2 separate regions of the Nothobranchius furzeri genome follow, and region 1 is linked to region 2. The links are chromatin contacts, called in public Micro-C maps. All regions are on one chromosome and are shown on one strand. The core of a region is the stretch at or near the end of the contact, and the rest is flanking DNA. Distances in the headings are between cores, read along the strand shown. Region 1 overlaps mcl1b (MCL1 apoptosis regulator, BCL2 family member b). Region 2 has its middle 5.6 kb from the start of tmod4.

Evidence for each region. Hi-C and Micro-C count contacts between places; a contact is called where the count stands out from the background.
Region 1: a contact with region 2 is called in a Micro-C map of tail fin, with 8 times the contacts expected there. The contact joins two enhancer-like sites. A contact is called at or near these places in 2 of 2 Hi-C or Micro-C datasets (skeletal muscle and tail fin).

What each region holds. Positions count from the first base shown.
Region 1 is chr5:65,870,454-65,875,331 of NfurGRZ-RIMD1, forward strand. mcl1b (MCL1 apoptosis regulator, BCL2 family member b) reads right to left here. Exons shown (of 3, transcript XM_015949882.3): 2 at 4,759-4,878; 3 at 3,914-4,616. The coding sequence ends at 4,500. Among protein-coding and RNA genes, the nearest start is that of mcl1b, 3.3 kb to the right of the region's middle. Within about 2 kb of position 2,483, at least 1 of the 3 cell types and tissues checked has an H3K27ac peak or open chromatin away from gene starts, as enhancers often do. A contact at or near this core is called in tail fin, where this site is marked.
Region 2 is chr5:65,805,872-65,810,554 of NfurGRZ-RIMD1, forward strand. No RefSeq gene overlaps it. Among protein-coding and RNA genes, the nearest start is that of tmod4, 5.6 kb to the left of the region's middle. Within about 2 kb of position 1,675, at least 1 of the 3 cell types and tissues checked has an H3K27ac peak or open chromatin away from gene starts, as enhancers often do. A contact at or near this core is called in tail fin, where this site is marked.

The sequences.
Region 1 (4,878 bases), core at 1,233-3,732, 65 kb after region 2:
TCCATCTGTGACACTAAACAGCTCAGCTGGCTTCACTTCCAGTTTGGCTGCTCTGAGCCTAAAGCGTGCAGTTAAAGCAGAAAGAGGGTTATATGTAGTAAGGTGAGAGACACTCAGAGGGCAGTTTGATGGGTGGGTTATGGTCCAATCATTAGGAACGGGACGTGCACAATGATTGGATGTTGTTTCTGCAGGGTTTTACGCTTCAGAGGCGATTAAAATCATTAATTTTTTACAAAACGTGATTTATTGGTTGCCATGTATATGTAAAGATAATTTCAGGCAACATGACGAAAAATGACTGAGAAAATCCTCTCATACTGCACATTTAATGAACACACACGAAGTCAAAGACATTATTGTCCACTGTAGAAAGACAAAGGTAAGGAGGGACAATCAAAAAGGGAGGTGCAGAGCTTGGCTTTTGCATGACATTTTGCATGAAGCTGGAGGGTTGTGCCACACACAATTATAAGCCAAATTATTTTCAAATGAGAAAATAAAACTCAAACTAGAAATTCTTTGGTAAGCCAAATAAAAGTTTGTAACCTCATGCTGTAGGTTCTGTGAACAAAAAAGTTCTAGCTTTCTTGTACTTTGCATACCTTTACATGCCAGGATAGATAATCTATTTATAAAACTGCAAACACTGTCCATTAGAGAATAAAGCATCCAAATGATGCACCTGCATCTGCACACACAGACTGATCAGAGATCTCATGAAATCACCAACAGCATCAAGTTCCAGGGTTTAAGAGCCCAGAAAGTGCGTCACAACCGCCAGCAGGGATGAATGATCTTTTAATGGCACCCCGTGGTCATCAGTCAAAGAATAAAGTTTCAAAGGACAGGATGACTCTTCTGGACGGTTAGGATCATGACACAACACCTATTGGATAGAATTTGATCTGAGATGAGTATCACCTCACCAAGAGCTCAGACTGAGCCATGGATAAAAAAAAGAGCCATTTGACCTTCGATCTCCAGCTATTTTTGTAAGATCTCTTGACAGCCTTTCTTTTACAGTGACTGTCTGAACAATAGGGTCATTGTTTAATAACAATAAGGTTATGAACGCAATGATAATGAACAGAGCTGTAAGACAGATGCGTCATACTGCAAATCCGGAAACAACAAAGACTTCTAAGGACGTTTAAAAAATAAAAAACCAGGTGTTCTTCAAAATGTTTCCTTAAAAGAGACAATGTGTAGTTTTTATTGTTTTTCTCTGGAAACATCCATCGAAACGTTGTTGAAAATGAATAAAACGATGTCCAGTTGTTGAAAAATATTGGCGGCTTTGTAACATATAACCATAAAAAGCAGGTCTAAAGGTCACAGGGTCTAGAGTCTTTGGGGGCATAGACGCCACGTTTCCTTCTGGCCAGCTCGGGGTCTTGCACCTGTCGATGACATCACACTAGATGTTTGACTGGATGTATGACTTACGCAGGTTACCACTTTCACAAACATTTAGGTAGTAAAACACAAATTTAATACCAAAACTCATAAACTCTTTCCAAAACACGTGAAAGAACAGAATATAAAAAAAAGATGCAGTACATTTTGGCCGAGCAGTATGACATCATTAGCAGGCGCAGATTCGGAAACTACAGCACCAGAAAACTACAATCGGCATTGCGTTATCTCAGAATTAACTGAAGGAGTCATGCCGAGGTTGCATGCTTTCTGCTCCACAGGTAACATTTACCATATTTATTTTAATCAAGTGACAGTCACGATCGATATGGTGCAAAACTACCCTGAAACGTATGTGCTGCCGCCTAGCGCTAGCAAACTACACGCTGCCACTTTAAAGTGTCTCACAAGCAGCTAAAGATGAAAACCAACTCCTGATTGTTTTTAAACTGGGTAATGCATGTTTACTTTATGCATAAGTAATAATCATTATTGGCACATGCATATCCAATGCACCCAGATGGCTACCGAATACGGACTCCAAAGAAGCTAGTTAGCATAGATACAGTTTTTGGCGTAACTGCAGCAAAGCAGATGCAACGTATCAAGTAAGATTAACAAATTTGCACATTTTTATGTACTTATATTTATGCAGCAGAACACAGAATGAGGGTCACAATTCAGTTAAAAACTCATAAAGCTCACAACACTCAAAAGAAGTCTTTAACTCTGAAAATGAGCTTCAGAAACTTGTGACAGTTTGTTCTTGGCTGCTGAGTCGTGGACTTTTAAAGTTTGTTTCCCTTCTGCTGCAGACCCAAAAACGTAACCCTATCTTTACATATCAGGGTCATGTTTCTCAGTATTCTGGGGCTTCTAACAACTAGCAGCGCTTAGATTACCACAGAGGAAGATTAACTTGTGCGTCAGCTGATTTCCCAGAAACGTTGCCTTAAAAAAAAAAAAAAAAAAAAAGGGGGGGGGGGGGGGCGAGTTGTTGCTACAGGGAAGTAGAGCGGCTCTCAGCCAATAGGGTGAAAGGCAGATCCTCCAATCTCAAGTTACATGGTTGGTGGTTGGTAGAAAAGCTGCTTTCAAATGAAGCAATCAAAATGACTCATTTAGTTATGAAACTTCTCTTTAAAATCACCCACATATGCATCTAGACACACTTCCCTGCCAGGATCACCAGGAAGTTAGAAACTTTGTAAATACAATGTCCACATACTCCAGTGTGTGGTGAAGTCTGAGTTTAGTGTTTAAAATTGTTTTTCAGTTTTATGGTTCTCCTCAGATCACCTGTGCCCATCGATACTCAAATGTTTGAAGACAATAGTTTCAAAACCACTCCTTAGAGCCAACCCTGCCCAGGAATGAACTGCTGGAAGATTTCTTCGGTGCTTTCAGTTTGCAGCTGCATAAAGCAGACGCAGCTCTCCCACAACAAACCACTGCTGCTGGAAAATATGACACGATAAACTAGTTCACTGGAGAACTTTTTCACCAGAACTGATTCATGCACTTTCAAGGTGAGGTTGGTTATGAGCTCCCCCAGCTCTGTATACTGGTGGGGATTTGCACATAAATGAACTGTGCAAAACATGTTTTCCCTTCCTAGTCATGCAAATCACTTCAAGTACTACTAAAACCTTAAAAACACATAAAATTAAGCTTTAGGAGGTTTTCTGGCAGAATTATTTTGCATTTTCACCTCCAAGATGCTGCAGCCGAGTTTGCAAACAGCCTGCTCTGTTAGACTGTCTCCACTCCCTAAAGCACAACAGCCCATTTCTCACAATGAACTACTCCCAGGTAACTAGGGTGGTGGCCAACTTCATTAACCTGAGGAGGTCTGCTGTGGATTGTCTCCATGGCAACTTCTTACATTTCCTCTCTAGACCTTGATGAAATATGTTTGCTCTGTAACCCCAGACTACAGCAGGAGTTGAACAAACAAGGGCGAAGCCACAGATAAAGGATTTCCTCCATTTGAAGATTGATACGGTCCTGGCAGAGATAAGGACCTCCAACAGGTCCAAGTAAAAAAATGAGGATAGGAGTATTTTATAGTTCTATTGTCCCTGCACCCAATCAAATGCATGTTTTTGTGACTTGAGTCACCAGGTCCTAGGTAGATGTCAGCCAAGACAGGAAACTCTACATGAGTCTAGCTGGTGCAACAGCTTTGCAGAGATGTCAACACTGCAACTTTGAAAAACAGCTGCAGCTTAGCACATTTTTAGGTAGAGGCGCTAGTCTCAAATTTCTAGGAAATGGCAGCCAGTGCTGTATTGGAAATGTGGTGTTAAAAAAAAAAATCCACCACAGCAATATAGGAGGCAGATGTAATCCGTCTTTGTTTGCAATTTTCATTTTACCCAGAGAGACACATCAGTTTGAACCCCTGCTCTATTCTTGTGGCTCACTCCTGAATCTAAACTATTGCTCATTGTTATGAGGCAATTTATTCTCAAACACAATTGACTTCAATTAGTAAGGAGCCAGTTCTTTATTTGTCCAGGAGTTATTTTAACCTCTTGTTACACAAAGTCCAAACGCCCAGAAGTGTCCAGGTCTTTCTGGAGGAAGGGAGGGGAAAAAAAAAAAAAAAAAAGTCCAGCAAGTTGCATATGTGCAAAAATCCAATTATGATATCAAGTATAGAAACTCCACATCTTTAGTTTCCGGTCATTCAGGCATCAATATGAAGGTATTGAGGGAACTGTCTGAAAACTGGTGTCATGCCTGCAACAACTTAAAATAAAAAAAATATATCCCTCAAGTTAACATGGCACATGATCTGTAACAAAACAGCCTACCTACATAAGAACGAGCAATCGTGAGTGAAAAAAAAAAAAAAAACCTGATTAATAGAGCAATTTCAAGGCTTCACATATTTACATTTTACATTTATTTAAAAAATAAATCTGTTTTAATTAAATACAACATGTTACAAGGGAGGCTGGAGAAGATGCCCACAAAAAAAGTTTTGCTTCTTTTCCTTCTTCCATCCAAACAAAAGCAGGATATGATGAAATTACAACAAAGAGTCCATAAAGAAGTCTCTGAGTCCATCAGATTCACCTGATCAGCAGGGCTAGAGTCGCCCCCATGCCTGCTACCCCAGCTATGGCCATCAGTGTGTTCCTGACTGTTGACTCTGGGTCTGTTACACGAAAGAACTCCACAAAGCCTTGCTGTAAAAGCAATTAAGAGAGAAAATGCACATTAGAAAGAGATCTGAGGTCCACCAACAGAACAAACCAGACTATGAGGAGACCAAGGGCAGTTACGTAACCCTGGAATGTTTCCACGTCCTGTCTCTCAGCTAGAACTCACCCATGAGTTGTTTCTGAGCAGAAAGTCTCTCTGTTGAGACAACAGGTAGGTTGAAACCTCATGGCTGACTAGCTCTACGTTGTTTTGCCTCCCGTTGTCCTTCTGGTACTGGGCCACCAC
Region 2 (4,683 bases), core at 425-2,924:
GAAGGTGCTATATAAAATTCAGGCCATTTATCAGTGATAATTTCATGTTTAACGAATGTGACAAATGTGCTTCAGTAGCAAATTTCTATTTTTTTAAATGCAGTTTATCACCTGACACCTGAGCTTTCGTTTGAAGTGGTTTTAATTTCCTCTAAATGGGATTAGATTGAACTCTAAAACAGAAAAACAAGCTCTGCTTTTGAACATTTAGAAGTTCAAATCTTTAAAAGGTTATTAAAGTAAAAATAAATTAACCTTATTGCTTAAAATCTTGATTTGCAGCCCAAACCTGAAAACGTTTCAAACAGTTAGAAAAGTACAAATACAAGAAAGAAAAACAGCCCCCAGTAACACTCAAGGAGTAGAGCTTTAAAATGTCAAGTACTTTAGTCAGCTTTTATATCATAAAGAATATAAACAATAGACAGTTTAATATTGGAAGGCACATGTAGGGGGTCACAGGAGAATAACAGACATTTACAATCATTTTTTACAGTACAATTACAGCTATTAAATAAAAACATGCAACACAACTTGTTTGAAATATTTCAGTGTATTTCATTTAGTGTAATATTTATCTTTAATTTGCAGAAGAGGAATTTATTCTTAATTTTTTTTTCAAATGTTGGTCATCTGTTGTTTTTTATTCCTGTAAATAATCCACATGGTAAAGTTCTCATAATTGTTTTTATTTCACTGGAAACTGGGGAATTCTAACACATCTGACCATGATACGGAAAAATCATCCATACTATAGTGGAGTTTTAAAGGCCAAATTAGTGACATGTAATTCCCTCTGGGTTTTCCCAGAATCAAACTTTGGGAAAGTGAAAAAAGAGAAGATGTCTTTTCACTTTTGCCATTCTTCACATCACAGGTTGTTTCCAGGGCCTGGTTTGGAAATGTTTGTTTATAATCCACTCCTGACAGACCACAGATTAACATTTTTTGATATTTTATTTTCGTAAAAAATGTTTATTTCCTCATCACCACAGGGTGGCAGTACTGATCAGCTCAGATAATCATTTATTGTGTCTGTATTTAGTTTGTGTGTGTGTGTGTGTGTGTGTGTGTGTGTGTGTGTGTGTGTGTGTGTGTGTGTGTGTGTGTGTGTGTGTGTGTGTGTGTGTGTGTGTGTGTGTGTGTGTGTGTGTGTGTGTGTGTGTGTGTGTGTGTGAAGTCATAATTACTGCGTTGAACTGTAATTTGTAATACAAATACTGATGGGGGTTTAAAAAGGCAGAAATGTATGTTCAAGAGAAACATTCCTGTAATAGGGAAATGAAAATAACCACTGAGAAACTGAGACAAAAATACACACCAGAAAATCCTGTGACAGCTTTGAAAGTCTTGTGAATGAAGAGAAATCAAAGGTTTGCTGCATTCAGGTATGTGCTTCTGGAATGTCACAAAACTAAAAAAGAATCTGGACTCTCCAGATATCACAGAGAGGACTCATGGTTGTATCAGTATCAATGTTTCAGTCAAGAGAAGATGTTTCCACTGCCGCTTTGGTAGCGCAGTGTTTGTTTGTTTTGTGTTTGTTTAAAATGTGTTTTATATCTGCTTCAAACTGGAGCGATGTGATAAATGAGCCCATCCTTGTGGTAAACAGACATGAGTGAAACAGGATGTGAACACATAAACTATGCTGTCAAAAAAAAGGAACTAAGTAATATTCCATGAAGTAAAACAGCTCCCAGATCAACTGATGTGAATCAGCATGTAATCATTGCATCAGTCCAGAAATGCCCAAACCGGTTCTCGTTCATTTCCCTTTGTTCTAAGATCTAAAGACAAAACTAAACTTCCTGCATCTTTAACTTGACATACCTTAGTTTGTCATCAAGTTTGGCAAATGCCAAATAATGATCAGGCAATTTTAATTAACCACCCATTTGAACAGTTGTGTCCAACATTGTTGACACGCTACCGGCTGGTCTGAGAACAACTGAGACCAAAGCTTGTGGTTATCTACAGTTCTGGTAATCAGGGTTTATAGAGACATTCAATAATTTAATGGTCATCTGACAGCTGAGGACATGTTTTAGGAGCTGTTTTAAGATTGCAGTGATCAGCACTGTAGGATGTAAAGGCTATTTCTCCAAACAGAGGCTGTTCAGGACAAAAAAATAGATGGCAATAATTTATCAACAATAAATGAAACAATAATGTTTTCAGAAATAAAAACAAAACTTTTGTTTTATTTGTTCAATTGCAGTTTTTAGCACTCGTCTTCTTCTTCTTCATCATTATAATTTGGACACTTAAAGAGTTTTTCTTTCTTTCTTTCTTTCTTTCTTTCTTTCTGCATTTACATAAATAATTTCTAACAGGAAGTGAAGAAGCAAAGCCAAAAAAGCGTGTTACCATGTAAAGACATTTATAACAACTATTACTATGTTATACATTGTGAGTCACATTCGTTTATATTGAGCAGCAAGGAAGCATCAAGTGTTGGAAAAACAAGTGCGTTACAAATCTGCTACATGTGTCATGGCAGCAGCTTATGAACACTTTATGTGACGCAGAAGAAGAAGAAGAAATCCCACAGGAAGTGCTCGGGGTTGCCCCCAAAACATCTCTAACTTCAAGCATCACAAGTTTTCCATTTCTCTTTCTCATTCAGTAAAACAGGAAGTACTTTTGTGGTAGTTTCTTGTAACGCCACCTGGTGGTGCACATTAGCAGCTTTCATCATGAAAGCTGTGTGTGTGTGTGTGTGTGTGTGTGTGTGTGTGTGTGTGTGTGTGTGTGTGTGTGTGTGTGTGTGTGTGTGTGTGTGTGTGTGTGTGTGTGTGTGTGTGTGTGTGTGTGGTACGTGCATATGAAGGGAACAGAAAATCTTGTTTTGCACGAACTGCACACACTCCACGTTGTGTTTTCTAGAAAACACAGTCTGCCCATCTACATTTTTAACCTTGACTCAGCAGATCTCCAGGCTAGAAACGCACTTCAGAGAATAAACAAAATAATAATAGTATTAATAAGTTGGATTGATATAGCGTTTTTCCAGGCACTCGAACTTCTTTGCATAATTCACACACTCTTACATTCACACACTGCTGGTGATGGTAAGCTACTATGTAGCTACAGCCGCTCCGGAGTGACAGAGGCGAGGCTGCCATTTGCTCCACCGGCCCCTCTGACCACCACCAACACAGGCTGAAGTGTCTTGCCCAAGGACACAACAGCAGAAAACCCCTAGCGGGAGCTGGAATTGAGCCCTCAACCCTGCGATCATGAGGCAACCCTGCTCTACCTCCTGAGCTACTTCTGCCCCAAAAGACACAAAAGAAGAAAAAAAACAAAAACACTTGTCAGTGTCAGACCAAACAATTCTCCTCAGACCTGATGATCAGTATGATCTATATGTGATCCATCAAGTCCATCATGTCTGCTTTGACAGGCACACCTAGGGCTGCACAGTCACCTGTGGACAGAAATACCCTCATCCACGTTTTTAACACACAAAACCAGCTGTACATGTAAATGGGTTGTGATGCATAAAGGTCATAAAGCATATCTCAGATGTGGTGAAAGGTGACACTTCACAGAGGAACAGGTTAAAGGAGGATACGCTTTATCAGAGCAAGGTGTGGCTGCAGGGTAAAGGTGAATCGAATGATCGCATTTGCTTAGAGACCTGAAAGATAAAGTCATAAAAACTTTAAGATGCATCTACCAAATATTACCAAGTTCTATGTTTAGTTTTGCTTATATTTTTCATTTAAGCTGCTTTACAGAAAAAAATTCTAAACGTAGGTGTTTATAGCTATCGCTCCTATAAAGGGTGCATGGAAATGAGATTTTTTTAAATCTGGTTTTATGAGTTAAACAAGGTTAGAAGTCAAATGATTCAGACAAAGGACGTTCCGTTGTTCGTTGGACTTTGATGCCCGGGAGGGGCTTAGAGTAGAGCCGCTGTTCCTCCAGCATCAGCCCTCTCTCCTGCACGTGAGAGGTGGTTCTGGTCTGTTATCATAAAAAAGAATTTTTGTTATTTTTCAGGTGATTTTTTTTTGGCTCTAAATGGCCCCCAATCTTACATTGCATCAAATAAGTCACGCAAACAGAAACATTTTTACTCTGATGTTGTCGTAAACACCTATTGATGAGTACACGTGTTTGTTTGCTACATTAGTTTTGTACTGATCGGTACTGTACTGTCACCATGTTAAAGTGCACCATTTGTTCAAGTTCTTCAAAATAAAATGTCAACTCAGTAGTGGTTTGACCGTTTAAGAAGATAAACCACAGTTATTGAACTTCCTGGTGTCTGCTCGCGACATTTAAAGTACATATTGATTCGTGCTGAAAGTGGAGCACGAGGACCGTTTGGTTTCTTACACAACTTTTACGTGTGAAGGAGACGATTCGGCGCAGCTTAAAAACGTTGTTGTCATTTATCTGATTCTGCATCCTTCCTTTTTTTGTGAAATGGTAAACCACATGAGCTTCTGTCTTGTGTTTTTAGTCTTACTTTCACAGAAACTCACCTGTTGTCACTGCTTCTGCAGCAATACCACACAATCCGCCACAGTCTGCCTGCTGCTTCCTGAGAATTACTGGCCCTCCCTAACCGGAACACTGCATTTAACATTTGACACTGCAGTCAAATGATGCTCGGGATTCATTTATAGCCCAGGATTGTTTATTCAGGTCCAACTTGAGCAAATGAAC